Linked DNA regions of Mus musculus: all the other regions are linked to region 1. A link is a contact called in public HiChIP or PLAC-seq and promoter capture Hi-C data. All regions are on one chromosome and are shown on one strand. Each heading gives the region's core, a stretch centred on a gene start, on an enhancer-like site or on the middle of the called end of the contact. The rest is flanking DNA. Distances are from core to core; before and after follow the strand shown.

What was found. Promoter capture Hi-C pulls out the DNA fragments that hold promoters and counts their contacts. HiChIP or PLAC-seq counts read pairs in DNA pulled down with a chosen protein or histone mark.
Region 2: a contact with region 1 is called in a promoter capture Hi-C map of neural stem cells. The contact joins the promoter of Usp36 here to the promoter of Cbx8 in region 1. A contact is called at or near these places in 1 of 39 promoter capture datasets (neural stem cells) and 2 of 115 datasets of contacts at active chromatin or transcription factors (differentiating embryonic stem cells and pancreatic cancer cells).
Region 3: a FOXA1 HiChIP or PLAC-seq map of pancreatic cancer cells shows a contact between it and region 1. The contact joins the promoter of Lgals3bp here to the promoter of Cbx8 in region 1. A contact is called at or near these places in 4 of 39 promoter capture datasets (the 3T3-L1 cell line, 3T3-L1-derived adipocytes, liver and 1 more) and 4 of 115 datasets of contacts at active chromatin or transcription factors (embryonic forebrain, forebrain, neural tube and 1 more).
Region 4: a contact with region 1 is called in an HNF4G HiChIP or PLAC-seq map of pancreatic cancer cells, with 5 times the contacts expected there. The contact joins the promoter of C1qtnf1 here to the promoter of Cbx8 in region 1. A contact is called at or near these places in 5 of 39 promoter capture datasets (the 3T3-L1 cell line, 3T3-L1-derived adipocytes, hippocampal neurons and 2 more), 2 of 484 Hi-C or Micro-C datasets (both in cortical neurons) and 7 of 115 datasets of contacts at active chromatin or transcription factors (astrocytes, embryonic basal ganglia, embryonic forebrain and 4 more).
Region 5: a contact with region 1 is called in an H3K4me3 HiChIP or PLAC-seq map of embryonic stem cells, with 4 times the contacts expected there. The contact joins the promoter of Engase here to the promoter of Cbx8 in region 1. A contact is called at or near these places in 3 of 115 datasets of contacts at active chromatin or transcription factors (embryonic stem cells and forebrain).
Region 6: an HNF4G HiChIP or PLAC-seq map of pancreatic cancer cells shows a contact between it and region 1. The contact joins the promoter of Rptor here to the promoter of Cbx8 in region 1. A contact is called at or near these places in 1 of 39 promoter capture datasets (pre-B cells) and 1 of 115 datasets of contacts at active chromatin or transcription factors (pancreatic cancer cells).

Annotation. Positions count from the first base shown.
Region 1 is chr11:119,038,041-119,043,128 of GRCm38.p6, reverse strand. It overlaps Cbx8 (chromobox 8), which reads left to right and starts at 2,216. Exons shown (of 5, transcript NM_013926.1): 1 at 2,216-2,347; 2 at 2,738-2,781; 3 at 2,970-3,035; 4 at 3,131-3,197; 5 at 3,610-4,693. The coding sequence starts at 2,279. The coding sequence ends at 4,452.
Region 2 is chr11:118,288,297-118,293,384 of GRCm38.p6, reverse strand. Usp36 (ubiquitin specific peptidase 36) reads left to right here and starts at 3,141. Exons shown (of 21, transcript NM_001033528.1): 1 at 3,141-3,428.
Region 3 is chr11:118,399,345-118,404,432 of GRCm38.p6, reverse strand. It overlaps Lgals3bp (lectin, galactoside-binding, soluble, 3 binding protein), which reads left to right and starts at 2,474. Exons shown (of 6, transcript NM_011150.3): 1 at 2,474-2,647; 2 at 4,632-4,705. The coding sequence starts at 4,654.
Region 4 is chr11:118,426,547-118,431,634 of GRCm38.p6, reverse strand. C1qtnf1 (C1q and tumor necrosis factor related protein 1) reads right to left here and starts at 3,178. Exons shown (of 4, transcript NM_001204129.1): 1 at 3,067-3,178. Gm35598 (a long non-coding RNA gene) reads left to right here and starts at 3,274. Exons shown (of 3, transcript XR_880340.2): 1 at 3,274-3,501.
Region 5 is chr11:118,473,867-118,478,954 of GRCm38.p6, reverse strand. It overlaps Engase (endo-beta-N-acetylglucosaminidase), which reads right to left and starts at 2,123. Exons shown (of 14, transcript NM_172573.3): 1 at 1,851-2,123; 2 at 2-72. The coding sequence starts at 1,969.
Region 6 is chr11:119,600,832-119,605,919 of GRCm38.p6, reverse strand. It overlaps Rptor (regulatory associated protein of MTOR, complex 1), which reads right to left and starts at 3,015. Exons shown (of 34, transcript NM_028898.3): 1 at 1,949-3,015. The coding sequence starts at 2,110.

The DNA.
Region 1 (5,088 bases), core at 967-3,466:
AGGTGGCCCTGAAGCCGGCTTGCAGAGCCGCGGCCCCCGCTAAGCTCCGGGTGGCCCGACAGCCAACGCCCGCGGCGGGCAACAGATTCCAAGCGCGGGCAGGCGGAGCAACTAGAGCGACCCGGGCGGAGGGCTAGGGTGGGCTTTCTCTGGGCGGGGAAACCAGACACTTATAGGCGGCTGAGACCGACTTTATTTTTACTGCCCAAACTGTTGGAAAGTATTTAAGCTTAAACAGAAACAGCTGTATCGCTGGCACCGGCCGACGAAACTATTTGTTACCAGGAATGACTTTTTATGATTAAGGACCCAGCCGTCGGCGGTCTCTTGAAGGCGGCGGGCGAAGGTCGCCGGGGCGATGTGGGCATCCTGGATCCGCTGTTCGTTGAGAACCGAGAGGACTCCTCACCTGGAGCACACCTTACTATGTCTAGGAGTGAAGCCAAAAACTGGAACCTGCGACTGTTGATGCAAGAGGAGGCCTGGGGAGTACCGGCGCAGCGGGCCCAACTCGGAGCTAGCCCCAAGGCCAGCACTGGCGCGTGCAGTGTGTAGCGCCTTGGACCCGAGGCCAGCTTTGCGCTCTGGGCTTCCTGCCTTTCGAAACAGACTCCTTAGCTCGCTGTTTTCCGGGCTTCGTCGTTTTTTCTTTTTCTCTCTCCCCTTTTCCCAGCCTCTTCTTGGCCAAGGGAAACTTTTTTCAGCCAAGTTGATATCGCGATTTAAATAAATTGTGTGTTCCGAGGTCGGGCTCTGTGATCTGGAGCTTGGGTAGTAAAAGGGCAATGTGGGGATAGCTGCTGTTGAACCCCCCCCCCCCCCGCGCCTCAACAGGGGTTACCACGAGGGGAGGAAAGAGAGCCTAGGAGCAAAAGGTCATTGAGTGTACTCAGGTGTGTAAAAGGGACTGAGGCATCTCTGCGCGACCCTCGTCCCCTACCTGGGACTTGCCATCTTCGCGTCGGGGGTGGGGGTGGGGGTGTCTCTTCCAGGCCGCACTAGATACCGCCACACCCCTCAAAGTCCATACTGATGTTTGTCGGGAATCCCCCGCTTACGCTTACGTCGTCTAGAAGAGCCCGAGACAGAAAGTGCACTAGCTCTGCACCCAGGTCTGGAGCAGAGCCGCGGCGCCTCCAGAGCTAGCCAGGCTCTAGGCTCTGCCTCGATGGTCATAGGCTCCTTAAACCCACCCAGGCCGGGACAGATGTGGTCAGGGTTGACTTCTCTCAGGACTGAGGAGTGGATTGGACGGAAACTGCAGGCTGGGTCAGGAATAGAGGCTGGGGCAGGGCAGCTGAGACTTGGGGACAATGAGGGTGGGAAGAGGAGGCTCGCGACCCCTCCTGCAGGGTCTCGCTTCAGGATGGATTCAGGCGGTAAACACTGGCTTGTGCCAGTCTGCTTTGGGCTTCTGAGCCCGGAGAAGCGCCCACGCCAGCTCGCAGGACCCGGAGGGTGGACGCGGGCAGCGCTATGCGACTGGAGACCAAGAGCAGGCTCATTGATTTGTTAGCTGGATGGGACTGGTGAAGAAGGGAGGAGGGGGCGTTGCCATGGAGACCCAGGGTGCGCGGCCGCAAGGGAGGGGTCAGGGAATTAGTAGGTTCGGCGCAAGCGACGTAGGTCCGGGGGTTCGGGCGCGGCTCGATGCGCCCCAGCACCTGTGCATTGTGCATCAACGGCGGCTGGCGACCAGGATGGCGCCAGCTAGGGCATGGGCAGGTGGGGAGGGCCTGGGTCTGCAGAGGGGCAGCGCCTGGCTGGCACCTACGCAGGGAGCCCTAATAGCTCGGCGGGGCAAGCCACGCACCCGGGGAAACGCTGGGCAATCAGGCAGGGGGGCCAGGGGCGGGAGCCTAGGGCAGCGGCCCCCCTGTCCAGCCGTGCAGACTGACAGCAGCCGGGCCCGCCCCGCTTGGCGTCACTTCCGCTGACGGCTCGCTCCCCCTCCCTCTGGGTCTCTGGAGTGGACAGAGACCCCGCCTCCTGGCTATTGGAACGCGGGTCACGTAGCAACGCAGGGGAGACGGGGAGAGGGGCGTGGCCGGGCGCTAGTCCAATCAGCGCCCGCAGAACGGGCCCAGGACGCTTGGCTTTAGCAACGTCGTTAGCAACACGTGGGGCGGGAGGAAGCGCTGGGAGGGGGTGGAGGGAGGGAGAGTGCGCGGGGGAGGGAGGAGAACTGACGTCAGCGGGAGAGTATTATGGGCTGTCGAGGGCTGGCTGCTGCTTTTCTGCTCCTGGAAGCGGCTGAGGGGGGAAGCGGCGAGTCAACATGGAGCTCTCGGCGGTGGGGGAGCGGGTGTTCGCGGCCGAAGCCCTCCTGAAGCGGCGCATTCGCAAAGTAGGTGAAGGGGAAGGCGGGCGGCGACGCGAACTCTCCCTCACCAGGGCCCAGGCTCCCTCCCCTTGCTGCAGCCCAGCCTCCCTTCCCCCAGGTCCCAGCAGCGGCCGCGGCCGTGGCGGCGGCGGCGGCGGCTCAGCCCCAGCGCTCTCCTTAGACTTGCAGCCCTGCACAGATTGCATGGATGGGGGGTGGGGTGGGGGATGAATGCCGGTGCATGCACTTTGTGCAGCGTTTCTGCAGGGGTGCTGCAGTGGACTGGTTCCTTTGGCGGTAGTGTTTGGAGCATTCATTTGGTGCATGCATTTTCGTGTGTATTTCTTGTGTCCTCGTCATGCATTTCTCCCCACGCACACACATACACAAGCATTTTCCCTTTTGCATCTGCAGGGACGCATGGAATATCTCGTGAAATGGAAGGGCTGGTCGCAGAAGTAAGTAGGTTATATGCAATCGCTACCCCACACTGATATCGAGGAGGGTTCTTTCTTCCTCTTTTCCCCTTCACATTGAAATACAACACAAGGCAGCCGGAAAAGTTGCACACACATACACGCCCTCCACTCTGTCCTCTCTCTCCTGCTCCAGGGACTGATGCTCCATTCTTCCTGGTTTCCTTTAGGTACAGCACGTGGGAGCCCGAAGAAAATATTCTGGATGCTCGCCTCCTTGCAGCCTTTGAGGAAAGGTACAGACCCTTAGCCTAGCCACTCACTAGAACCCATACACGCTGACTTCGGTGCAGCCAGGACACACCCCCTTCTCTCTCTTTTCTTTCTTTAGGGAACGGGAGATGGAGCTCTATGGCCCCAAAAAGCGAGGACCCAAGCCTAAAACCTTCCTTCTCAAGGTATGTTGCGATCTCCAGAGGTGGAGTGTGCCGTTCAGGGAGGATCTGCAGGGCTTGTAAATCAATGGGTGCCCTTGCCTTGTGTGTATTTGTAATCTGGACTTCTGTCAGAGGCCCCATCACGGAGTTCTAGAGGCAGGACTTAGCTGCACCAGAAGGCCTTCATTCCCACCCCCCCTCCAGCCATCCCAAGTAGACCTCTGTTACACAAGGAGTCTGTTGGTTGCAAATGGCTTCTTCCAGACAAACCCTCATTCCCCTCCCCCAGACTATTACTAAGAGCCCACCTCCCCACTCAATTAGAATTTCCCAGGCATCCAGGGAAAGTTGGGCAGTCAAGGCTAGAGGTCGTGGGGGGGTGGGGTGGGCGGGGGCGGGGCTTTTTTCTCCTCACAACAACTTCCTTCTGCAGGCCCAGGCCAAGGCAAAGGCCAAAACCTATGAATTCAGAAGTGACTCTACCAGAGGCATCCGGATCCCTTACCCAGGCCGCTCACCCCAGGATTTGGCGTCTACTTCCAGGGCCCGAGAGGGCCTGCGGAACACGGGGCTACCCCCACCAGGGAGCAGCACCAGTACCTGCAGGGCAGACCCACCTCGGGACCGGGACCGAGAGAGGGACAGGGGTACCAGCCGTGTAGACGACAAGCCCAGCTCACCGGGGGACAGCTCCAAGAAACGAGGACCGAAACCCAGGAAGGAGCCCCTGGACCCTTCACAGAGACCTTTGGGAGAGCCCAGTGCCGGCCTTGGAGAGTACCTGAAAGGCAGGAAGCTGGATGAGACCTCTTCTGGGACAGGAAAGTTCCCAGCTGGCCACAGTGTGATCCAGCTTGCTCGAAGGCAGGACTCAGACCTGGTGCAATATGGTGTGACCAGTCCTAGCTCAGCAGAGGCCTCGAGCAAGTTGGCTGTGGACACCTTTCCAGCCAGGGTAATAAAGCACAGGGCTGCTTTCCTGGAGGCCAAAGGCCAAGGTGCCCTGGACCCTGGTGGTGCCAGGGTTCGACATAGTTCAGGCACCCCAGCCTCAGTGGGAAGCCTGTATCGGGACATGGGGGCGCAAGGGGGAAGGCCCTCCCTCATCGCCAGGATCCCAGTGGCCAGGATCCTGGGGGACCCAGAGGAAGAGTCCTGGAGCCCCTCTCTGACTAACCTGGAGAAAGTGGTCGTTACAGATGTGACCTCAAACTTTTTGACCGTCACCATTAAGGAGAGCAACACGGACCAAGGATTCTTTAAGGAAAAAAGATGAATTGCCGGGGTGGGAGCCCAGGACCAGTGCAGGGGAGAGTGAGCTCAAATGGCTTAGTGCTTTTTATTTCTGGGTGACTGTGGCCTCTGGCTGGTCCTGTCCTTCTTCACACCCCTCTTCCCTTTCATTCCTCCGTCCTCAGTTCTGGCTGGAAAATTATCTCTAGAGTTCTATTTTCTATTAGATGTAAATATGTTATTTAAGAGAAAAATATCTAAATATATATATTTCAACTCTTGAAGTTCTTTTATTTAAACGAGGAGAGAGAGAGAGAGAAAGAGAGAGAGACTGTGGTTTGGTAGGGGAGATAGACTGAGCTGGCACAGGAGGGGCCCCTGTCCCTGCAGGGCACCAGCAAAGTTGGGGGCCTGGGCCCTGGGATTTTGGAGGGTGTGTGGAGGGACTCAGCTGGCCCACCTCCTCCCTCCACCGCCGGATTCCCAACCCTCCTGGCACCGCAGAAGATTTTTGCTCTCCTCCCCATTGGCCAGCTAGGCCAACAAAAGGTTGGCTTCCCAATCAGAAAAAGGGGGGTGGGGTCAGACCAGTTTTCTTTTTTCTATTTTCTTTCTGTCTTTTTTTTTTTTTCTTAAGATGAGGAGGGTTACTAGGGGGGGAAAGTAACAACTCGAATAA
Region 2 (5,088 bases), core at 1,892-4,391, 750 kb after region 1:
CATGCAGTCAAGGGTAAGCTATAAACGTTAACATGGATTGGGTCTCATGTAGACCAGGCTAGTGTTGGATTCACTATGTAGCTGAGGGTGAGCCTGAGCTCCTGATTCTCCTGCCTCGACCTGAAGACATCTGCTACCGCCACCCCGTGCTTAAATATGGGGTTCTGTTTGGCACCTGAGCAATGTGTTTGGCAGTTCTACTAATATTGGTGAACTTGGTGAGGAACTTTTCTGTCTTTATTTTTATTTCATGTGTATGGGTACTTTGCCTGCATGTATGTCTGTGTACCAGTATTGCACGGCTGATGTTGCAGAGACCAGAAGGATGCCCTGGAAATGGAGTTACAGTTCTTAGCTGCCATCTAATGGTGCTTGGAATTGAACCCAGGTCTTCTGCAAGAGCCATCTCTCCAGTCCCAGGCAAGGAGGGATCCTTAAGCAACTGTCCTTGCCCCTCCCCCCAATACTCGATTACTGTTGGTGGTGGCAGGTGGGCCATCTGTTTTAATTTATTTTAATCCTGATTGACAGTGAAGTGGCTCCCATTTGTATCCTTGGCTGTCTGCGCACACCATTCTTCAAGGACGACGAGATGAGAGTTGGTGACTGGAGGTCTTGCCTGCCTCTTTACAAGTGTATACTACACATGCAGAAGAAACTGCAAGTAACCAAATTGATGTTATAGAGGATTTACTGATAGATTCGCTCCGGATGCATTGTGTAGAATCTAGCCTGTGCTGCCTCCAAAACATTCCAAAGATAAGTAGTGTGTAACCTGGCTTACTAAGAAATAAGCAAAACCAACTAAGCCAGGATGTAAACGTTTACCTGGATTGATCTGTCATCAGACCCACCCCCAAAGAACATGCTTTTATCAGGAAGCTCAAGGGGGCAGTGCAGGGTCACAGCTGCCACTAAGACATGGTCTAGCATTAAGTTCCCTGGGTTATTAGGAAAAGCACAATTCTGCCAGGTGGGCAAGATGAAGCTGGTAACAACTATTTGAAAGACAACAGTGATGTACTTAATAAATAATCCTAGCCAAGTACTAGTGGTGCACACCGTTAATCCTCGCACTGGGGAGGCTAAGGCAGGTGGATCTCTGAGTTCCGGGCCAGCCTGGGCTACAGAATGAGTACCAGGACAGCCAAGGCTACATATGAAAACCCAGTCTCAAGAAAACTAAAACAAAAGGAAGGAAGGGAGGGAGGGAGGAAGGAAAGAAAGAAGAAAAGAAAGAAAGAATCCTTACAATATCTTTGCTGAATGAATCTGCCATCTGCCCAAATGGTCAGAGTTAAGTTTTCCATCTCTATTTAAATTATTCAATATGTAATCTGGGATCTGGACCTAAAAGAGATTTACAAGTGTCAAGTATGCACAATGCACAAGCCTACCTTGTCTATGAGTTAATAAGACCTTCTTCTGTTTGAGGCTGGCTCTTCCCTGGGCATTGGCCACATCCAGTTGCATGTAAAAGTATGTTCTTTACAGATCTCGAAGTGTGCAGAGTGATTTCTCACTGAGAAGGGATTACATTTCTATAACACCACTGCACTAGGGGGTTGGGGGGCATCTGGGGATTGCATTTATTTATTTATTTATTTATTTATTTATTTTGAGACAGGGCTTCTCTGTGTATCCTTGGCTCTCTGGAACTCACTCTGTAGACCAGGCTGGCCTTGAATTTAGAGATCTGCCTGCCTCTGCCTCCTGAGTGGGATTAAAGGTGTGTGCCACTATCGCCCAGCCTGGGGACTAAATTTATTACCTGCCAACTGAGCTACTGACTCTGAATTTTATTTTATTTTTTTGTCCCCACAGATCAAGCCTCCAAGTAAGAGAAATTTGCAAAGTAACAGGCTAATTAGAACAACATCTGGATTAAAAACCTAGGTCTTATGCCAGGTGCCAGCTCCCACACAGGAAGCGTGCTAAAACAGTGAATTTCCCAGGAACTGTATCAGGCTCGGGACAGCAAAAGCAGTAATTCATTGTAGCCAGCCTAGAACAGTGGGTTTATAGAGCCAGCTCCAGCCAGACACAAAGAGTGGTCAGAGAACAAAGAAGTCGGTCTAAATAAAGAGGGAGGATTCTGGGACTGGAACTCAATAGTTAATAGCCCCTACTTCTCTTACAGAGTACCAGAGTTTGGTTCCCAGCCCTCACACTGGGAGCTCACAACTTAGAGCTGCCTGTAATTCCAGTTCTAAGAGAGGATGAGACACCAGTGGCCTCCACAGGCACCTACACTCAGATATTCTTCCCCTATACGTATGTAATTCAAAATCTTTTTAAAACTAAGAGAACTTTTTTTTTCTAATTTAGGTCATATGTGTCTGCCACATGTAGAGTTACATGAGATTTTGAACCACCACTGTATGGGTGCTGGGAAGTCCTTGGAAAGAACGACAAGCCATCTTAACCTCTGAGCCATCTTTCTAGCTCTAAAAGGGACATTGGTATAGGCTAACAGGATTTGGTCTTTGCCATTACTACCCCATCAGCCCCCACTCCCACCCCCTTTTTTAAAGACAAGGTTCTGCTACGTGGTCCAGAAGACATTCTCCAATGATCCTCCAGCCTTGGCCACTTAAGTTAAGCGGTGGAGTGGCTATAGCCAGCATCTCAAGGATCCCAGAGATGACGTTTAAGTTCTGATCATCCCCCACCCCCTCCACTCCTCAGAGTTGCAGAAACTGCTTTCTTGTGCCACAGCGCCTGTTTCATGCAGTGATGGATGGAACCCAGGGCCTCATTCCATGCCCGGCTTGCTAGGGTTTTTTTTGTTTTTTTGTTTTTTTTCAAAAGGACGCCTGCAGGTAAGAACTAACGAACGGTGAATCTTCAAAGCCTCGGTGGCTTGCACTGAACGTGAGCCCTGAGCTCCTCGCCGCAGCACACTGGGCCTGCGCACTGGCAATGTCAGGCACGCAAGCGGAAGTGACGCCACTCGCGTACACCGCGGGAACCACGCCAAGCCGCAGCAGGGTCTCTGGACTCCGGGACGCTTCCGGAGCTTTTAGCTCTACGCGCTTGCGTCATCGCGTAGACTGGCAGGCCTGCGGGGCGGAGGGGTGACGTGTGCGTCGCGAATAGCAGAGAAGGGAGGGTCCAGGGAGACAAGTCGCCGTTAGCTCCGCCTCTTAAGGCGAACGTGCCCTTCACGCGGACTCAGGGAGCACATTGCAGTGCGGCTCCTTTAAACGTCGTGGTGACACGTGTGTGAGGCTCTGGAGGCCCGGATGGTGCGCATGCTGGCCCGGCCCGGATCGGACGCTGGTGCTGCGCGGGCCTTCCGCGGGTTCCCGAGAGGCCTAGGAGGTCGAGGTCGGGCGCGGCGGAGCGCAGGAGCTTCCGCGGGGCTTGGGACGAGGAGGGTGCGCGTTCTACCCGCGGGTTTTGGGGACTCCAGCGAAGGCTGACAGGTGCGTGCGTGGCCGGCGAGGGCACCGGGGAACGCAGAAAGAACATCGGACGCAAGGGACAGGGATCGCCGGGAAGGACAGGGCGTGAGAGGGGCGTAGGGCAACACTGGAGAAGGTTGGGGTGCGAGGGACTTGGAGGAACAAGGGATGCCAGGGACTCCGAGGAAGGGACAGGTGATGTGAGGGGTGCCTGTAAACCCTAGCGTAGCCAGGGAATTGCATCAGTCTTCATCCCAGGGAGCTTCTGGAACGTGAGGTCGCTGGGATCGCGGTTGTTCTCTCAGAGCGGGTTTTCCTTTGAAGGTTCCCGGAGCTGGAAATCTTAGGGTGGAGGTATAGCTGTAGTCCATTTTATAGACTAGGGCAGGGTCAGATCCTTAACACGGATCCACACCGAAATGTAATAGCAGGATAGCATTCTAACCAAAATGCCCATTGCTTATGGTGTGTGATTGTGTGTGCGCGCGCGAGCCTGCCTGCGTCTGTGGCGTGACCCTTGGTGATGGAGATGGTGGAATAGCATCCTAAGACAGGGAGGCACCTTGGATGCCTGAGGATGCCAAAGAGCATGTAGTTCAACTGTTCCCTGACTTGGAATGCTCTGCGGTGGGATGCCTTGGAGGCCCCAGCTCTGTCTTCGCCAGCATGTAAGTGACCCTGAGAATCTGACTTGAGTATTTCTTGGAAAACAGCTTAAAGAGCTGAAGGAAATGCTTTGTTTAAATGACATCTGTCAGAAGGGAGGAGCCAGGCTTGAGTTCCGAATTAGATATGTAAATTGGGCGTGCAGAGTATCCTAGTCCTTGAGAGACCTGGGTCGAGGAAGCATCCCGGTTGGCCTGAGAGTCACACGTGCTGCGTGTGCATGTTAGAGGGTTTGCTGGGAACTACACGAACATTTTTCTCGCTCCTACATCACATAGCCGTATCTTCCAGGTAGAATGATAGACACTTTTTTCCTGCTATAGCTTCAAAAATGATCTTGGCTGAGTAGCCTGCCTTGGTCCTAAGGCCCTTGTGGCAAATGCCTTTGGGTTAGTGTTCCCATTTGCTCATCCCTGAACCATGTTGGGCCAGGACAAAGTTCTCACCTCCCCGTAGGGAGGCATGTGTGGTTTTGAAAATGATGTTTGTGTGGTGGGGATTTTCAGAAGCCAGGCCACCTCCCATCTGCATTCTGTTGGGGGTGGGGGCGTTGGTTAGATGGAGTTCTGAGGCATTCTGCAAGGCAACCTGGGAATGAAGAGGTGAACCAAGATTGGTCAGGCAGTTGTCTTAAGCCCTTGATGGTGGCATTGTGCTGATTGTACCATCCTTTGCATCTGTGTGTGTTTGAATGGACGGAAAACACTTAACTTTTTGGGGCCAGCCGGGAGTGATGGGGCCAGCCGGGAGTGGTGGTGCACACCTTTAATCCCAGCACTCGGGAGGAAGAGGCAGGCGGACTTCTGAGTTCCAGGACAGCCAGGGCTACACAGAGAAACCCTGTCTCGAAAAACCAAAAAAGAAAAAGAAAAAGAAAAAAAAAAACCTTTATGGGGCCAAGTTGACGGTGGTGGGAATTGAAGAAAATGTTTATAGTTAGAAAATTAGGATTTCACATATTTAAAAAAAAAAAACAAACAAAAAACACCTTCCTGGTTAATGAAAGGGGGGAAAA
Region 3 (5,088 bases), core at 1,225-3,724, 640 kb after region 1:
AAAGGGTCTCAGCATTAAGAATGATAAGAACCATAGACAATGGGCCTGCTGTGTACTACACACCCTGTGATAGCCCTGTCTCTGTGACCTGGCTTCCTGTCCTCCAGTGGAAGCCAGATCCCAGGCCCTGGTTGACAAAGGGGCTGACCCAGGATGGAGGCACCAGAGACTTGCTGTTTCCTGGAGCCACCGGCCAGTCCAGGTACTGACTCTTCTCCCAGCTCTTGTCTCCAGGGGACACCTCCATCCCCCCTTTCACATTCTCAGCCAACGGTGACAGAAGCCACAGTTCAACAAGCTTGGGCATGTCTGCAGAGTCAGTCCTAGCCCTGCCTGTAGCTCTCAGCAAGGGTTTCCTAGGACTGCATGACCCCTTAGCCAATGGAAACTTCATGTCCAAGGGAAGCAGTCCTTGAGTGTCCAACCCTGAGCTCTGGGGCTCCAAGCTTTTTGCTGATCCCAAAGGAACTGTACCCCAGAACTCCCTTGGGCTTTCAAATACCAGTGCCCCTCCTCCCACAGGCTGATGTGGGCATTGGTGTCTTCACAGGTAATTCTCATGGCCAGCCCAGGTTGAGCTGCACTGACTGAGGACTCCCCAAGTAGAAACCAAGACCTGGGTTTCTTGTGGAGAAAGGGGAATAGGTATAAGCCAGGCAGAGCCTGGTCTGAATCCTAGAGAGTCGGTCACTGTGGCCGTTGGGAGATTGCATTACCAAGTCAGGCGTGTATGGGAGCCAGTGTATCTGCTTACCAGCTATTGCCTGGGTTTGGTCTCCAGGGCCTTGGAGCCTTCCTCTCTGTTGTCATACCTAGGACAAAGAACTCAAGGCACAGGATAAAAGGATTTGCCAGACCAGAACTGGTGTAAAAAAAAAAAAAAAAAGTAGACACCAAGGACAGAAACCCAGCCGGTGAATTCCTGAACCATACACCTGAAAAGGAACAGGGTGATTTTATACCAATTCTGAGTCACCTGGCTTTGCCTCCTGGGCCATTTGTGTCAGACCTTTTGAATAGTGTTCAAGAGGACAGTTGGGTGTCTTGAGGTAGGAAACCTTACAGTGCTGGTGCCAGGGGAGCTGCAGGGAGCTGCTGGGAATTAGGCCACTGTCTAAACATCATAAGTCTGGGGAAATTTGCCTTTGTAATTTTAGTGTATCTTACATGTTTGGAACTTTTGTCTGCATGCATGTATGTGTACCACGTGTGTGCCTGGTGACCATGGAAATCAGGAGAGGGCATTATATCCTTTAGAAATGGCATTATGGGTGACTGTGAACAGCCATGTGGGTGTTTCAAATGGAACCTGGGTCCTTTGCAAGAGCAGCACGTGTTCATAACTACTGAGCCATCTCCCTAGGCCTCTTTGAATTATATATATATATTTTTACATTTATTTACTGTGTGTGTCTACATGCATGTACATACATGCCACGGTACACTTGTGTAGATCAAGACAGCGTACAGGAGTCAGTTTTCTCTTACAGTGAGTCCCAGGGGTCAAATTCATAGCATCAGGATTGGTTACTGCAAGTCCCTTTACCCGCTGAAGCAGTTTTGGTGGTGGTAGTTTTGTTGTTGTTGTTGTTGTTTTAGGATTTTGTTTCGGTTTTGTTTCTGTTTTTGTTTTTTTCCTTTGAGGCAGGCTTTCTCTGTGTAGCCCTGACTAACCTAGGACTCACTATGTAAACCAGACTAGTTTCTAACTCACAAAGATCCACCTGCCTCTGCCTTCCAGCTAAAGGTGTGTTCCACCATGCCCAATTAGCCCTACTTTAAAAAAAAAGGTATTGTAGAAACCTTTTAAGATTTAATTTTTAAAATTATATGTGTGCATGCATGAGCACACTTGGGTGTGGGTGCCTACAGAGTCTGAGCCCCTGAAGCCAGTTACAGGCTATTCTGAGCCAACCAACATGGGTGCTGGGAGTTGAACTCAGGCCTCCCATAAGAGCAGGTGGTGCTCTTAACCACCAAGCCACTCTAGCCCCCAGCCCTGCTTTCTGCTTTTAGCCTTTATATCGCTATTCTTGTCTCTCAGGACCACTCTGTGGCCCACATACCTTCGCTCTGCGCATGGTAGGTTTGTGCATAAGCTAAGGGCAGCCAGCATTCCCAGGTCCAGGAAAGGATAGTCCAGCCCACATCCACATTCACAGACACGGTCTGACCCGAGCTGCTGCTCCTAGGCCCTCTTTCTGTATCTTTCCACTCTCCTTCGCCAGGATGCCTGCCTGGCCAGCCTGGAGATGTATTTGCTCCAACCATCCCCCAAGCTGCCCCACAGGGTGCCTGCCTGGCTAGCCTGGACTTATATTTGTTTCATCAGCTCAGTATATCAGCTCAGCACAGGGCGCTTGGGTGCCTGCCCTCTGCCCCACAGAGCAGCAAGCAGAAGGCTATTAGCCTTGCTGACAGCCAACCCCAGAAGCAGCCTCTGTCATGTGTTTTCTGAAAATCGAAACTAGGTGAGGTTTACAAAGCATTTCCTGGGACGAGGCTGAGGAAAGCCACATGGTGGAGCTTTTCTCTGCTGAACAGTCTACAGAAGGCTTCCAGTTGCAGCCAGGAAGGAGGCTCCAGGACTGCCTTCAGCCACTGCCTCGCTGCCTGAGGGACAGTTGAGTCCCTCTCTTGCTCCCAGGTGAGTCTCCACTCTACACAGCATGATTTCTGGCAGGCCAGAGCACAGGAGCCAATACAGTTGGGCAGGATGTCCACTGAATGAACAGCTGAAGGGGTGAGTGGGTTAGAGTTTATCCCCGGCCCCCTCCTGGGTCTGTAGATTCTCTCCCAGGACTAAACCTACCTACTCAGTGGTACTGAATGAGCCAGCATAGGCAGGCTTGTCCCATCTTCCCACACAAAGGAGTAGGGCAGAAACAGCCTCTGTCATCCAGTGGACAGCAACATCCACATACACTGCAATGTTCCCAAGGCCTAGAGCGCCTGACCCAGCATGGACAAACCTACGACCACAGTTTATAGTAAATGCAGGGAGTGGGCACCCAGTGCAGTTTGCCTGGGACTCAGGTTTCCCAGAGCCCAGGCCTTCTTGGGATAAAACTGGGGTAATGCCTTGCCACACGGATGTGGGACTCTCTGGCTCCCTCCACCTCCACCAGGGTCCTTGTGGTAGAAGGAGGCCACCCCTGGGCAGACCCTAACCTGTGCTCACTGGCTGTGTCATCTGGAGTCAGTTGGCTCTCTAGCTTCGGCTCTCATTAGGGATGTGGGAACTTTGTGAGTTGTATATTGTTCTGGGTCTGTGCTTGACTAGATGCAGAAGTCTGGTGGGAACCAGTTGGGGGGTGGGGGTGGGGTGCACAGAACTAAGGGCCAAGTCCCACCCATCAGTGTGTTATAGGACTCAACGGTCAGAGCTTATGCCCAGAAAGCTCCCCTGATAGCCAGACTCAGCCACCCATCCTCCATGGTCCAATTAAAAACATAACAGTGAAAAGCCGAAAAAGGAGATTTATTTAATGTGGCCACACTAAGAGGAATCCAGTGGCCTCCCCCATTAATGGCCCAGAGTCTATTAGGGGATATTAACATGAGGTTTACATAGAGGTATACATAGCTAACTGGCTTGCCTGGGCTGTAAATCCCAGAGTGAGCTGTTATTTCCTGGAGACAGGCTTCCTCTCTGGCTATCACCAGGCAACAGCCTTCTCCTTTCAGCGTGAGACTCCCGGGGAGTTCCAGTTCTGCTGTTGCTTCCGCAGTCGGATAGCCAAAGCCTATCCTAGGATCTCTTCACCCCTGCCAAGATGGCTACAAGTGCCCTGGCCCCCTGAGGGCTTGCTCGTGCTGCTCTGGTGCAGAATGTCTGGGGTGGGGGTTGGTCGGTGGGAGAGGGCTGGGGAGGGGCCAATCCTGGTGCTTCTACTGGACCTGAAATATCTCTACTGCTTGTCTCTGGGCCCCTGGTCGGAGTAACAATTTGTGGCTTCCAGTTCCTGCCCAGGAGACAGAGCTCTGTAGCACCATCCACTACCAGTCCCAAGCTGCCTGCTGGGCCTAGAACGAGTCCAGAGTCCATTGAGGCTGCTGCATTTTGTTCTGTGGGTTGCCCCGCTCCTTGCAGGGCCTGAGGGACAATGCCTGGGTGGGGCACATCCTACATACAGGCAAGAGTCTAAGTATTGAGTCCTGTGTGTCAGCACCGTGGTGGTTGACCCTGACCCACATCCCCAGGTCACATCATGAAGTCCCAGACCCTTCTACACTGCCTCTGTCACTTCCCCTTGAGAGTTCCAACCTCATCTACAATGTCCTCACAGACTGGCAAATCTTGTCCCCTGCACACCCCAAAGGCAGCTAGCTACTACTTACAGATAAGGCCAGCTAAAGATAAAGAGCTCTTGTTTGCTTCCTGGGTTCTCGTTGCCAGGAGCCCTCAAGCCACTTGCCTCATCTGGGGACTCTTGCTGACCTGAAGGTTGTCCTGCAGAGCATGTGAGAGAGGCCTGCATGAGAGCCATCACATAGCCATCTGGGCCTTACACAAGAGTACCACCCACAACACCATCCCATCCTCTACAAATAGGACAGGGAGCCATGGAACTGCCAGTCTCCTTTGGAGAGCTGTTGCCAGTCTAACTTTGTTGTTCTTTCTGCTGCAGGGTTGGGCTTCTAGGCCAGGCAATGGCTCTCCTGTGGCTCCTCTCTGTGTTCTTGCTGGTTCCAGGGACTCAAGGTGAGTCCTGCCCCACGAAAGGTCCCAAACGCCTTGTTCTGTGGGTTGTCCCCCTCTGCCTTGCAGAAAAGCTGCATGGCAACCTGCAAGGAGCCATGTCTCAGGATTCTCTCCCATGTGGCTCCTCTGTCATTCTAAATGGTGGTGGCGTATGGCCCCTGGTGCTCCCCCGCACCCAAGTGAAATGCAGGTATTGAAGAAGAGGCCAAGAAATTTTTTCTCATCTCATCAGTGGGCCAAGGAGGGAGAGCACAGCCCGTGCTGTCCTGGAGTGTGTGTGGGGGGGTGTCTCAGGGCACAGGTTAGGGTGGCAGAGAGTCCCTGGGGGGGGGGGGCAGTTCACACACTGCACTGTGGGTCTGAGAGCCTTGTCCATCCTGGAC
Region 4 (5,088 bases), core at 1,929-4,428, 610 kb after region 1:
CTCTGCACGACTCTCCTATCCTGGCTCCTCCCTCATCCCCGATGCCTGGGCTTCGGCTCATGGCCTGCAGGCTGTCTCCTGGTCAACTGTCTCATTTCAAGGGAAATTCCTACCTCAGCCAGGAAGACGGTGAGACACAGAGGCCCAGTCAGTGAATGGAGTACCAGTGGTGTGCCTGGGCAGGTGTCCAAGGAGGTGACTGTAGATACCCAAAGTCCTCCGAAGCAGGCTGGGAATCCCAGTGGTCAGTGGTGACGAGGGGGCATCAAAACCCCTGCCACTACCCAGTGAGGTCAGGGTGTGTGTCTCACAATGGGTACCGGCTAGTACAGGAAGAGCTACCGCTGGCCGCACCGGTATTACACCATTGCTGTTTAACCAGGGCTCTGAGACACAGTGCCCTTCCAGGTTCAGAGGTCTCACCTTGAACACAGGCCAGTTCCTCCACAAACCAACCTCGCCTGCAGGGATCCAGCATGTCCCTTCCTGTCTGGGAAGGAGGGAAAGAGGAACCACTTCTGAAGGCCTCCAAGACTGCAGTCACCCATCAGAGGTCCTGCCAGGGCAAGGACCCAGGGCAGGGCCCTCAGAGCCAGCGCTAGCACCTGTGGGACTCTCTAGCTTTAAGCAAACTGCTCTCTGGAGAAGCCAGAATGTTTCTTGTACCTCATGAATGAGTCAGGGAGGTGGTGGGGTCCTATCCAGACAGGCACTGTATGTAGATCACTTGACATTAGTGGAAGACAAATTTTCAGTGACTACAACTGGACAAAATAACAGTCCCTAGGAGCCACCACTGGTCCAATATCCCTGGGACCTTCAAGGCCAGGGCCCAGGCTGCTCCCAAGTCCTTTCTCTCCAGAGAAGGTGGTGGTCAGTTAGAGGCTGCATCCTCCAGTGGACATTAACCTGCCCTTCTGGCTTCAGATTGTGACCTCAACCTCACCTAAACCCTAGAGCCTCAGCCACCCTCAGCCCTAGTAACTGTGACCCACCAAAGGGCCTGACCCCCTGTGAGTAAGAAACAGTGAGTGAGGGTGTCCCAAGTGAACCCATAGTTTCTACGAAATTCTTTTCATCTTTGTTTTGATGGATGAAGTTCAATGCCAGAATACTTGGTTTATGAGTCATGCTAATTATGAAGAGGGGGGGGGGTGGAGGGCCGGGCACCGGGAAGAATAACAGAAAGGAGTGTGTTCAGAAAAAAATTAATGCTGTGCTGGTTGCTCTGAATAGGGAGGTTACAGCCAGGAATGAGCAGTCACTGCCTTCACCCTCCAGGACAGGACAGCCGGTAGGGCCTGCCTCCTCCCAGGGGGAGGGGCTCCTGGCTATCCATGAACCTCAGAACATCTATTTTGAGTTCTCCGCAGTGGGGGGCAAGCAGGGAGTGTGAGTTTCTAGGAAATAAGATGGGACAGTTCAAAAGCTTGGTGTCTCCTGCCTGGGCAGAGAATCCAAGTTGAGCCCCGGGGAGGGAAGACACTATTTAGCTGGGATGCTTCCTGGTAGGCTGCAGGGCCTGGGCCAGGTAGGTCCTTAGGCAGAGCTGTGAGACACAGGGGGCACCGAGGTTCCCTTGTTCTCAGCCCTCTGGTTCCCTCTGCAGGTTTCCCTCCTCTCCAGTGAGCACTGGAGGGGCCTGGTAGAGAATACACAACTCCTCTCACACTCCTGTGCAGGCAGCACACAGTTGTTGCACTATAAAAAGCAGAGTCGGCAGTTTCTAAGGACGTCACTCACTCCCAGGGGGATCCCAATGACATTTCTCAGTTTTTCCTTTTTTTTTTTTTTTCATTGTTGTTTTCCTTTTCATTTGGTTACTTTGAAACTGCATCTCACTCTATTTTCCTTTGGTTACTTTGAAACTGCATCTCACTCTATTTTCCTTTGGTTACTTTGAAACTGCATCTCACTCATGGTCTCTGTCAGACCATGCTGTCTGGCTCAGGATGGCTCAGGCTAGGCTCAGGCTAGCCGCAGCCTTTCTGCCTCACAGTCTTGAGCCAACATATTCCGTGAAAATTAAAGTTGGTATTTGGTTGTGGCTGTTTCCAGTACTGGAGAAGCAACCCCTGACCTTTCACACGCTAGGCACTACACACCCTGCGTCTGATCCACATGCCGAACCCTGTTGTCAAAGCTGAAGAATCATGTTCTGTGGTCTCCATTCCAAGAAACAGGTCACAGGAACAGAAGGAGTCGGAGAGGCAGCTCCCTCTCACCCTTCCCAGAGACAAGGGTGGAGCCAGGAGTAGCTGGATGGGAGGAGGCTCTCCAGGGCAGGGAGCAGCCTGGGTGGGTGCATGAATAGATGGGGTGGGACTCAGGTTAACCTGTAAGTTACATCTTCACCCACAGAGATGCCCAGACTTGTGAGTCTAGGTGGACACAGGCTGAACAAAGGTCCTGGGGCATCTTAGAGTCTGCAGCCAGCCCTAGCTCAGGGCTACTCTTAGCACCATAGGCAGCTTTTTTCCTTCCCAGGAAGGTCCAAGGAGAAGGGATATTTGTTTTTTCCTGCCCAAACTGGATGTCCTCCAGGAACAGCGAGGCTGTTAGAAGAAGGGGCCAGAGTCCACACTTCCTGTTCAGTGTTGGGGTTCCAGCTGACCACTGACAGATGGGACAGACCTGATCCTAGCTGTCCCAGGTGATACGGACAGGCATGGGGTGGCACAAGCTGGGAACAGAGCTGCTCTTTCTCCTTCCACACCCTCTAAAGAGCATCCGGGTAAAAGAGAGACACCCCACAAAACAGTGGAAGAATGCATAGTTGGTCCTGTCAGCATCCTACCCGCTAAAGAGCCCGCCCCCTGCACGCTCCAGGGAGCCCCAACAAGCTGCCTCTCTGCACAGCCAATCTGTGCAGGGGGAATTAGCAAGAATAACTCAATGCTGTCCCCAAAACTTCTGCCCTGCTCTGTCTGCCCCTTTGCTGTAAGTCCACATCACATCTCACTCCAGAGAAAGCGTCTACTCAGTCACGCCTGGGCACCCAGATGAAGCCACGAAGACGGAGCTCAGAGGCATGGGAGTCCTTCCCGGTCTGTCCAAGCCACCTACCTCCTTCCAGCTGAGCCGGCTGTGCAATGAAATCCTCCAGCCTCTCAGGGCTCTCGGGGAGGCGTCTCTTAGAGCATCTCCCAGGGGCTGAGCCTTCTAGGCTAGGTCAGGAGGGGAAGCACAGACGTGTCAAAGCAGAGAGAGAGAGAGGGAGGGAGGGAGAGAGAGAGAGAGAGAGAGAGAGAGAGAGAGAGAGAGAGAGAGAGAGAGAGAGAGAGAGAGAGAGAGAGAGCCCGAGGGAGAAAAAAGTCCCCCAGGGGGAAACACTTAAGGAGGAGGAAAGGGGGAGGTGCAAGGCACAGCAGTCCCAACACCTTTATCTCCTCAGCTGCCTCCAAGGTCTCTTTGGCCAGAAACGGAAACGTGGTTTCTCTCAGAAGTAGAGGAAGAGAGGAAGAAAGAGGGACCAATACAAAGCGCCAACCCCAGCCAGATGTGAGTTGTGGAGGAGCCTAGACCGCTCCTAGTGCTTTCTATCCAAACAGCAGCCGCCAAGAATTAACTGTGTGTGTGCCCGGCTGGCTGGCTGGCTGACTGGCTGTCCCTACTTCTGGACGCCCCAGGGAGCTGGCACAGGCTAGAAGGGGATGGAGGTGGACGCTTCTGTTTATCTAGAGGTCTTTCCAGATGTGAAGGTGGCTGTGAGCCCAGGACGAGGATATTCCATGCAGGACAGAGACCTGCAAAAAGGCAGAGAATCTCAATTGGTGGTAGGAGCATTGATTTAGGTGTGTGAGTCCCAGCAGTGGTCCCATCTGAGACCCTTGCCATCAGGGCTACTTGTACTCCAGGGACCGAGGGTAAATTTGGTATCCATGATTCCTTTGTAGCAAAATGGCAGGTTGTGTGTTCATGCAAGTATGTATTGGAAGGGGATCACTCAGTTGCTAAGAGTCTAGAGAACCCTATGAGGCAAAGGTGGGCAGGCAGCATCTGGAGGGTCCAGGTCCTCCAGTGAAGCCCTGGAGTGTGGTGCTGGGCCAGCACTCTGCTCTGGACATTCCTTAATCTTACACACATGCCCTCGTGAGTCTCCTCCTGTGGGGATCATGTCCCAGGCTTCTACAGATCAGTCCCTCCTAGCCTCCATCCCCAAACACTGAGTCAGAAAGCTTGCTCTGGGATCTTATTACAACTCTAAAAGAGAGAGGATCTGAACTGAGATATGAAACTACCCTGGTGACATCAGACTCTGAGAGCGCCTTCTCCCTCCCCCTCCCTCTCCCCCTCTCTCCCCCCTTCTCCCCCTCTTCCTCTCCCCTTTCTTTTCTCCTCCCTCTCCCCCTTTCTCCCTCCTCCCTCTTTCTCTCCCCCCATCTCCCCCCCTTCTCCCTTCCCCTTCTCTCCCTCTCTCCATTTTTCTCCCTTTACCCCTTCCTCTCTCCTCTTTTTCTCCCTCCCTCTTTCCTTCCCCTCTCTGCCTCCCCTCCCCACCCTTCCTCCCCCTCCCACCCCTCCTTTCCTCCCTCCTCTCTCTAGGCAGGAGATGCTGGTTTGGGATAGCCCAGGCAAAACAAACAGGCTGCACTTTTCTACTCTTTGCTGTGCCAGCATAAAGAAGGGCCAACAGAATCGAAAGGGGAAGAGAAGGGGTGCAAGCCAGTGCCCCCATCATCTCCTCCCAAGGCTGGGCATAGAAAGGCAGACGTCAAATCCCAGAATGGCCCAGGATGGAAGGAGAAGAGGGAGGATTTGACGTCAGGCAGAAGTCTGTGAATTCCCACAGGCTTCTCCAGAAATTCCAAATCCAAGTGCCAACTCATGAGAAGGAAAGACATTGCTGGCCCTCTGGTACCCGGCGGAGCACTTAAGGACGCCTTCAAGAATACATAGATGTGTTCCACCAGAGATGTGGCCAGCCCCAACCTAGCAGCCCTGAGGAGAGTTCCTGTTGCTTGGCAAATATCTAAGACTGAGCAAATTGCATCCTTGGTTATCTATATAGGAAAAGGCAAAGACAAGATTCCCCTCATTCCTGTAAGTGACATGCCGCTTCCCACCCAGCACATGGACCCAGCCTGT
Region 5 (5,088 bases), core at 874-3,373, 560 kb after region 1:
CCTGGTAAAGGATCCGGGGTGAAACTGACCACCTCTCTAAAGACTGCTTCCTCCTCTTGATCCTCGTTGATCCTAGGCAAAGGGTGGGTTTTAAAAGATTGATTTGCTCTTGTTTTTTGACACAAAGTCTTATGTAGCCCAGGTCAATCTGGAACTGTGTAGTCAAGGGTGACACTGACTTCTGATCTCTGTCCTACCACCTTCTAAGAGCTGGGACTAGAGGGGTGCTCTGCCACAGTCCCCCATTTATACTGGTGATTGAACTAGGGCTCTGCTCTGCACATGGTAGGTGAGCTACACTCGCAGGCACCCACAGGGTAAATAACTGCTGGAAGCAAATGGCTAAATAACACAGGACATGGCTTATAAAATACACACCAGAGGCATGCACGGCACCAGAAAAAGGGGATCTGGGGTTCATCTTCTTTATTAGCAACTAAGGCCTGCTCGTGCTTGGACAGACGCCAATGACAGCCCCACCCAACAGGTGAAACCCCCAAGTTAAACACTTCCTAGAACCACAGGCCTTCTCTGGCCAAGGGATATGGTCTTCGAGTACCAGCAAAATCACCGCCCCCTTCCCCCCCCCCATCTTCAGCAACTGAATAATACAAGGAATAACTACATTGGCTTCATGAAGTTGCAAAGTCTGAGTACAGCAAAATCAGAAACTGTTCATTTGTTAATATGTTTCAAAGTATCCTTTAAAGAGTAGTGAGGTGACACTATAGTAGCCATTTAGGTACACAGTTATCCAAGCTGGCATCCTTAAAAGCCCCCAGGGCCTGAGGCCATCAGGAATGACTTGAGCTCCCTCCTCAGGTTCTGCCATCAATCACACTGTCCCTCTGTAAGTAAACTGAGGAGCCTTTGGAACTGCGGGGATGGCCAGACAGTAGCAGGCTAAAATGGAGACGTCATCTTTTTCTTGTGGTGCTAGGGGCTCAAACCCAGAACTTCCTACATCCTAGGCAAGTGCTCTGCCATGAATCTCTCTCAAGACCTTCCATTTTAATTTTTGCGATGTGGCCTCACTACACCAGGTTGGGGCCTCAAACTTGTGATCCTCTTGCCTCACCCCATCAAGGAGTTGGAATTAAAGGCCTGTGTCATCAGGCCATGCAAAACACCCGCCTTTGAAATCTCACCACCAAATACTCCTCTTCCAGATGGCGCCCCCCTGGCTGACTCCTTTATCCTTCAGCTGCACCCAAAGGAACTCAAAGTCATCCCGTCTGCCCATGCCCACCTGTCACCTGAATGTCCCTCCAGTAAGAAGGAAAAGGACCTCTTAGGATGGCTTCTACCCACAAATACCTTTCCCGTCGGTCAGCAACCATCCTAAAGTCTGAATAGCCCATCTGTCTCACTGCTGTGGGTTTAAAAACGAAGCAGGACACATCAAGTTTGTGCTGATACCTTTCCCAGTGTCCCACCGACCACGGGGTTACAACCCTGGACCAGGGGGGTATGTCTGTCCACTTCTTTGCCTTTGTGCCTTTGCTCATTCTGATCCACCTAGTACAGTCCTCGTCCCTAAAGATTCAGTTCAAATATTACACGAACAGAAAGCCATCCATGTTCGGGATTGCCTAATCTATAGGGCCAAAGGAAGGTGCAGTAGCCTTGGCGCCAGACTGCCAGAACGAGATCCCGATGGGCTGGGACAGGGTCCGTCATAGGTTAGGAACAAGGGAGCTGCTAACTTGCTCGGGTGGCCCGTCTGCGACCGGGGATAGAAGGATGGAGGGACGTAGGTTTGTCCGCAAGCGACAGACAGTGTCGCGCTGCACGACAGGCAGCATGGCCACCCCAAGCCCAGACCTGGAGCTCAGCCCAGCCGTGCGCACCTCCGCCCCTGCCTCCGCCGCCCCGGCCTCCGCTCCGTCTGGTCCCGCGCCTGCTTCTCCGGGGCCGCGGGGCTCCGCTGCCTTGCAGCTCCCCGGGTCAGCACCGACGAGGTCTCCATGACTGTCAGCGACTGCCGACCGCTAAGCCCTCCAGACACTGCTCCAACAGCCAATCGCAAGCCTGGGCCTGCCCCTGCCGCAGCTCTCAGCCAATGGTGAGTGTGCAGCGCCGCGGTTGGCTCGCACCGAGTTCCGGCTAGGATCTGTCCACGTTCTGCAAGCGGCGGGTGTAGAGCCTGAGTTAAATAACCGGAGAGACGGGGCGGGACCTGATGGGCGGGGTCTAGGAGAAAGGCGGGGCTGCGTGGATCCTGAGCCCAAGGTTCTGAGACCCAAAAAAGTGTTATTTAGAGTTAGCCACGAAGTTTTCTTTCCAGACGAATGAAACAATCTGCCAGCGACAACCAAGTCGGTACACGTTAGCAATGAGCCCTGGAACTGGGCCACAGAGACTGGTGGCCTAGCTTCCCTGGGTCCCTGGCTCCTTGGATCCCTGGATTCCTGGATGGGATCTAATATTACAGGCACCTGTAATATTCTGCTTTTTTTAAGAAATTAAAATATAATTACATGTTTCCCTTCCCTTTCCTCCCTCCAATAGTTCCTGTGTACCTCATCCAATCTCTCTCAAATTCATGATTTTTACTTCTTTAATGTTTGTCATCTACGTGTGTGTATATATAAACACAACCTGTTCGGTCCCTTTAATGTTACTTGTATGCAAATGTTTTCAGGGCTGACCGTTTGGAATTGGATAACCAACACAGGCTGACGATTGTCTTTTCTTACTAATGAACAAAAGAAAGAGGTGTTATAACCAGCTTGAGGCAGGGCTCCATGGGATGCTATAGCCAGGTACGATGGGAAACCTAGGAGTAAAGGCAGGTGGAGAGATGGGGGCAGTGCTGCTGACCTGGAGGGACTGTTTCCATCTGTCCTGTAGGGTGGTCAGCATGGTGAGCATGGATAGTTTTCCCCTGAATGCATTCTTCTTACTCTTAAGCCTGTGTTCTGCAGGAAATAAATCCTCTCAAGTATTCAGGGTCCAGGAAGCTGCATCTGCCAGAGGGCACCTCCCACAGTACCTGGGCACAGAAGAGATTCACAGTAACCTTGATGGTCCTGTGTTCAGAGCGGTGAGCAGAAATGCCAGAAGACGAGGAAATGGCTTCTCCTCCCTGAGCCCAATACCCCTCTGCAGCTTGCAGCTTCTGGCCCCACAGCAGCTTGCCCAAGCCAAGTTCTCTGGGCCTCTTTATTACTGTTTACAGGCTTTGAGCTTTATGAGGCCCCAAGCATCCATAAACGCCAAGGGTGGGGATGGTGACTAAGGTGGTTGAATATAGGCCCTGGTTACATTGCCTGTTGGCCAGTCGGCCAGGGAAGGGACGCTGGGGAGCAGGACACTCTGATCTGTGGGACACAGTTGGCAGGACACCTCTTCCCACTGACCCAGGGTGGGGAGGGAAGCTCTGTGTGGGGCTGCGACAGAGAGAAGGTAGCAGGTCACAAGCCCAAACACAGTCATCTACTATAACGCCTTGTGGAGCAAACACAACTATCTTGAAAGCTGTGTAGATCGTCCCTCCACCTCCCAACTCCCTGCCTCTGTACTCTAGGTGCCCCCCCTCCAAGACCTGTGCATCTAGGACAGGGTCATGAGTGGAAAAGAAGAACTGGTTGAATTCTCAGTTTAGGGTCTGATGACCTGACCCCCAACTCCCCACTCCTTCTACAAGGGCATGATGATAGGCCAGTCTTGTGAAAGTATCGTGAGCGGGGGATCAATTTAGATGACGATAGTTGTGTCATGCCCAGAGGACAGCATCCCATAACACAGCCTAACACTGTCTCGCCCTTTCCCTCTCAGTCCCCATAATGCTCCAAAGACCAGAAGAAGGAGAAGCATGGAAACTGAGGGCCAGTGTGGAAGGCCAAGAGTCTGTTGCTCTGAGCGAGCACTGCACTTCTCTTGCCTTGCTTCCTGCTGGCTGCCGGGCGCGGGAGAGGCTCTGATGCTTGGAATTGTGGCTGCCACCTGAGCCTGTGAGAGTGTACAGGATGGTAGGACAGAAGCAGCCTCCTGGATCTTCCATAGAGTAGACACAGCTTCAACCTGGACCACTTCACGCAGGCTCTCCCGGGAGCAAAGGTGCTTAACTGAGCCCAGCACATCCTGTCTGTGATAGTGACTGGATCTAAGATGATGTATGAACAACAGTTTCTGGAAAGAAGCTGCATTTTATAAGCTGGTTAACCGGTTAGAACTTCCTTGATTATTGAGAGTTTGGAATGTTGCAGACCTAGGGTCTAATCACAGATTATCTGACCTATCTTGGCCCCTGGAATAGCCTCTGTCCTTCTCTCTGGGACCTAATGTCCTGTGACTATTAGCTAAATCCTTTAGAATGTACAAACAGGCCCTCTGGGTTCCACCAACCCCAGAGCTAAGAATGTCACCATATAGCATGGGAGACCTATAGCACAGATGTTCTTATTGTGCTGAACGCACTTCCCTGATGTTTCCAACAGTGTTTGGAAGGTGTCTTGATCTATGACTTCCTTTGTTCTCTTACTACAAAAACTCCATGAAACTGCTACCACACTGAGACATGGAATTTGGGGTGACCTAAATTTGTTCCCAGCCCATGATCATTCTTATCTGGCTCCAGAAATAGCATTTTGCATCCCCCAGTGAGGTGAGGGCTGTTGTTAAAAACAGATAACACTGGAGTTGCAGATAGCCCCAGGACTAATTACATTTGATGTTAATTCCATTCTCCTCTGAGGGGCTGCCAACAAGGAGTGAGTCAGCACTCGGGTGATTTCTAGTAAACCTGCTTCCCACCTTAATTTGTAAAATAAAGGAGAGCTGATGATTGGGCAGATAAAGGGAAGGTGAAGTAGAAGTGGGGGAGAGAGAAGAGGATAAAATGGAAGAGGAAGAGGACACAGAGGAGAAGGAAGTAGAAAAGTGGAGCAGAAGCACATGGCCTGGAGAAACCGCAAGTTCTAAGGGGGCCCCCTTAATAGATGGGGAAGATGGTAATGTAGTGGTAGATCTGCCCAGTCGAGGCGCACAGCTTGGATTCCTATTAATTGAGTTGTGTCTTTATTGCCTGGACTTTCTTGGGTTGGAGATTTACCGCAACAACCTTCATAGATCAACAAGGGCCAG
Region 6 (5,088 bases), core at 1,766-4,265, 560 kb before region 1:
TTCAGGGGGCTGGAGAGATGGCTCAGCGGCTAAAAGCACTGACTGCTCTTCCAGAAGTCCTGAGTTCAATTCCCAGCAACCACATGGTGGCTCACAACCATCTATAATGGGATCTGATGCCCTCGTCTGGTGTCTCTGAAGAAGCTACAGTGTACTTGTCATATGTATAAAAAAAAAATAAAATCTTAAAAAAAAAAAGAGTAAATTCCATGGTGCACACCTATAATCCTAGCACCTGGGAAGTGGATGCATGAGTTCAGGGTCATTCTGACTACACGCCAAGCTGGCCTGCACTACATAAAACCCTGACTCTAGAAAAGTATTAAACTAAAAGTTCAAAAGATATCCATTAATGTGATTTGAACAGTTTGAGTACAGGTTTAGGTAGCAAAAGAAACCACATTCAAAAGAACAGGAGAGAAAAAAACGTTTAAAATAAGAACTCCACCAAATCGAATGGGGGGGGGGGGGAGTAGAGTTGCTCTAAAACAAATTTATTTTTAGATAAACACTGCAATCAAATTTATTTTTATTTCATTAGTACTAGACATGTCCATAAAACAGACTTTATGCAGTCTCTCTCAGCCATCAGTTTAACTTAGATTGCTTTTATCCTTGTTTAAGACAGGGTTTGCACGTTGTAGTAGGGCTGACCTTGACCTGTGATCCTCCTGCTTCAAGATCCAGAGTGTTGGGATTACAAGAGTGATTTACCTTGCCCAGCATAAAATGCTTTTGACTATACACCAAGCTGGACTGCACTACATAAAACCTTGTCTCAAAAAAAATTTTCACAACTTTAATCTTAGCACTCAGCAGGATGAGGCAGGCAGATCTCTTGAGTTCAAGGCCAGCCTGGTCTACAGAGTTTCGGGACAGGCAGAGATGTTACACAGAGATATCCTGTCTCAAAAAAAAAAAAAAAAAATCAAAAAACAAAAAAATTTATCAATTTTTTGATAAAATTTAGCCAAATCAACAACTGAAACACTGGTCATTGCTAGAACTATGTTGAGGGTTCATCAACATACACCTTTTTAAAACAATCATCTCAAGTAAAAACATACCAAGTATAAACAAATGACACATTATAACACCAATTTCCTCTTTTATACTGAAAAGTTCACACAAATGAAAGAAGCCCAGGAGGAGAAAACAACTAAACACACATACACACACTATGGGTATACACAGACAAGAGACAGTAAACACACATACACACAATATGGGTGTGCACAGACAAGACACAGTACTCCCCTTTTGTTAGACCAGGAACTAACAGCACTACAGCTGGCTGTTTTCTTTGCTACCAACATCTCATGACACTCCACGATCAGAAGAACGGCCAAAAAACTGAACCCAGGTTCCAATCCATCATACCCCATGCTCCCTAATTTCCACTGAGGAAATTTTATCTCCAGGTTACAGTGACCACAAGTCACATACACAGGGAGTCAGCCTCACAGACAAGATGTTCAAAGGACTGGGATGAAACCTGCTGCAACCTTAAAATAACTTTGCCTGAATTTGTTATTGGCTAAACATTTCAAGTCATCTTGTTTTCCAACACACTTTATCAGACATCTGAACTTCAGGCAACCTGGTTATTTGAAAAAAAGCAGACTACAAAAATAGACTAAGCACGTTAACTATTATTTCCCAAGTTGTCTTTTCTCTAAGTGCTACTAAGTGTAGTAAAGGGCATATAAGTATCTGTGAAACTATAGTTCCTAATTTGGTGTTTTTCCCCCCTCTGAATTAAAACTCGTTTTTAACGCTACTCGGTGAGAAGAGACTAGCCAAAACCCGAGTCTGGAATAGCTTTTTGGATTTTAGTGCAACATGTGTCTTCGAAATACCCGCATCCTTCTAAAAAGGCTGTCCTTGCTCAGAACTTTCTTAGTTGGAAAACTACGAACTCAAAAAGGTGCCATGAGAAGCCACTCACCCGATCCTTCATTCTCCAGCTCTGCGCTAAAGATTTGGAGCCTTCGATTTTCTCACAATGTCTTTTCTTCATAAAAGCCAAAGGCAAGTTCCAATCTGTAAGGTCCGCCTCATCTTCCTCCCCGAGTCCCATAAGAGGCGACTGCAGCATCTCCGACTCCATCAGGGGAGGAGGGGGAGGGGGAGTCCTTGGCAGCAGGCGCTCGAGAACCTCCAGCCTTAAAAACTAGTGTGGACCAGAACTGGTAAAATAAAATACGGGAAAACGGGAAGCTGGGAATAGAGACGGCGGCAGAGCGTTCGAAGATCCTTATTGAGGCTAAACCTCGGAGATCTTTATCTCGAACTCTGAGCGCGAAGTTGGAGGGGGCGGGGTGGGTGGCGAGCCCGTGGGTACCCAAGCCCGCAGGACCCGGACGAGCGGCGACACGCGCGCCCGGTCGCCGGCCCCCGCAGCTCTGCAGGCCGTCAGGAGGGCGGCAAGCGGGACTGGCGGAGGCGGGAGAGACTTCAGGCCCGGCGATGACCCGGCTCTCGGCCTCCAACGCCTCAGTGGCTCCCGGCGGGCAGGCCGGCCCGCTCGCAGGGCGGCTTCTCCGACTGTGCTGGCCCGGCTGAGGCCTCAAGGGATCGGGATCGGGGGGCTTCGGGGCTCGCCCAGCGGCTCTCAGCCCTGCGGGTCCCGCACTCGCCTGAGGGGCTGCAACCTGAGCCAGGACCGGCCCATCGTGCCCGTCCGCAGCCGGGCTCCTCAGCCACCGGGCCGCGCGGCCAGGCCCGTGCTGGCCTTCTGCTTCGTGGCTCTCTCCTACCCAGGAACGAGTCCCGATACACACGCGACACGGGCCCGCGGACAGCACAGGGACACTGGGCTTATTAGGTCAGGGGAGTTTTGCCCTCTGCTCTGGAGCCACAGTGAAAACTCCTCTCATCAGCACATCAAGGAGGACGCCATATTGCCAAGGCCCAGCATGCACCGCTATCTACGGCGCGTCCAATAAGCCAAACCTCTTCGAGCGTTCTCACCGCTCTACCCCTGCTAGGGCGTAGAGCTCGGTGTTCCGTCCTCCCTTCCCCCACGCCGTTACCGAGGTTACCACGTCTTTTCTCCTTAGTTGATCTCCACTAGTAAAATAGACCATTTGCGATTGAAACTATGTCCGTTCAGTTATTTTTAAAAGCTTTTTGCTACTACAAACAAAGCTTCGTGCCTTGATATTAAAGAAAGAAACCACTTGGTTTCGTCATGATTTTAAAAGGTGGTATTTTTAAAAAGCCTCAGAAAAGACCATTGATATTAGACACATAAGACTATCGGGACTTTCTTTTGATATTTCCACTTTTAAAAGAGACCGATTTCATCGATTACGAATTTTTTGTCTGATATACTTTATTTCCTGAACAGTATATTCTTATTTTGCTACAGTTTCATGTGCAAACGTCTAAAGCTGCCCACAGAAGCAAGCCTCCCTGCTGTTGACTTCTCTGGTTCAGTTCAGTAAATCTCAGATATTGACACACTCTGAGAACTGCTTTGGTGCAATGGAAATATAAAGTAAATGTAACGAGGTGCCAGCCTTTCGTAACCAGGGTGCGAGTGAGACACTTTTTGGTTTTTTTTGGTTTTTGGTTTTTTGTTTTTTTGTTTTTTGGTTTTTTTTTGTTTTTTTTTTTTTTTTTTTTTTTTTTGGTTTTTCAAGTCAGGGTTTCTCTGTATAGCCCTGACTGTCCTGGAACTCACTTTGTAGACCAGGCTGGCCACCACCGCCCCGGTTAGTGAAACACTCTTAACCTTTAGCTAGAGTTCAGTCAACAACTGAGCCCACCTTCAGCTTTGGTGTTAGGGGAGCCTCTGTTAGTCAATGTTACTAATTTCAAGCTGCATTTTCTCAGTCTTAGGTTCCTGAACCATAAAGTTTGGATAATATTAAAGAATATTACTAAAAGGATAAAAATTTAGCTTGTAAAGATGCCCAGGCCAGCCTAAGCTACAAAATAAGACCCTTTCTTTAAAAAAAAAAAAAAATCCACTTTAAGAGAAGGGTTGAAAGCTGGGCCTGGTATTTAATCCCAGCACTCTGGAGGCAGAGGCAGGAGGATCTCTGTTAGTTGGAGGTCAGCCTGGTCTACAGAGCTAGTAGTTCCAGAACAACCAGAGCTACAGAGAGAAATCCTGCCTTGAAAAACAAACAAACAAGATGTGAAGGCATTGCAAGCCACCACTGAGAGTGAGCTCTGACTGATCCTGGTATGTTTATAAAAAGATAAAGACAGAAAAAATATGTTCTATGGGGGGAGGGGGAGGAATGGGGAAAGGGGGTTCCTCCGTAGACCCATGCTGAGGCATTCCTTCCCCCTGAGAGACCAGCCACATGTATAGAGTAGAGTTTATTCAGGGCATGGGGAGGGGAGTTAAGAGGGTAGTAGAGGCAGAGAAAGGGAGAGAGAAGGATAGAGTAGAGAAGTAGAGGTGAGCCATGGCCTTGAGCACATGGAGAGAGAGGGAAGGGAAGGGAGAGGGGTAGGAGAGAGCAAGAGCAGGAGAGAAGCAAGAGATCAAAAGCAAGAGTAAGAGAGGGATGAAAGGGATAAACAGCCCCTTTTATAGTGGGTCAGGCCTACCTGATTGTTGCCAGGTAAGTGTGGGGTGGAATTTAGACAGAATGCTAACAGGTCCCACAACTCCAATGTAGTCTACTAACTGTAGGCCTTACCACTAAAGCCTGGGTTAATCTGCAGATGTGTTCCTCAGAGTAGATCCAGGGTTGGACACAATGTGACAGTCCCTAACACAACCCTGCTAGCATCTGAGAGTCCAGGCTGCAATCTCAGATCCCTCTCACAAGCATGTGGGAAGTGTTTCCTGCTGTTTAGTTATCACCCCCCAAGAATTCCTGAGGTTACAGTATCACACAGAGCCCATTATCCTCCTAGTCTCAGAGCAGTGCACCAAAATCGAGTGTCCCCATTACCACCAGCCCCTCCCCACCACTACCAGCAGGGGCTTTAGAATTTCTAGAATCTATAGAAGAAATCATAGCACCTCCTGCTTCCACCTTGTCCCAAAGTATCCCTTGACACTTTACTTTGTAGTCCTGATGCCCACTGGTGCCATACACACATGGTGATCCCTCCAACCTT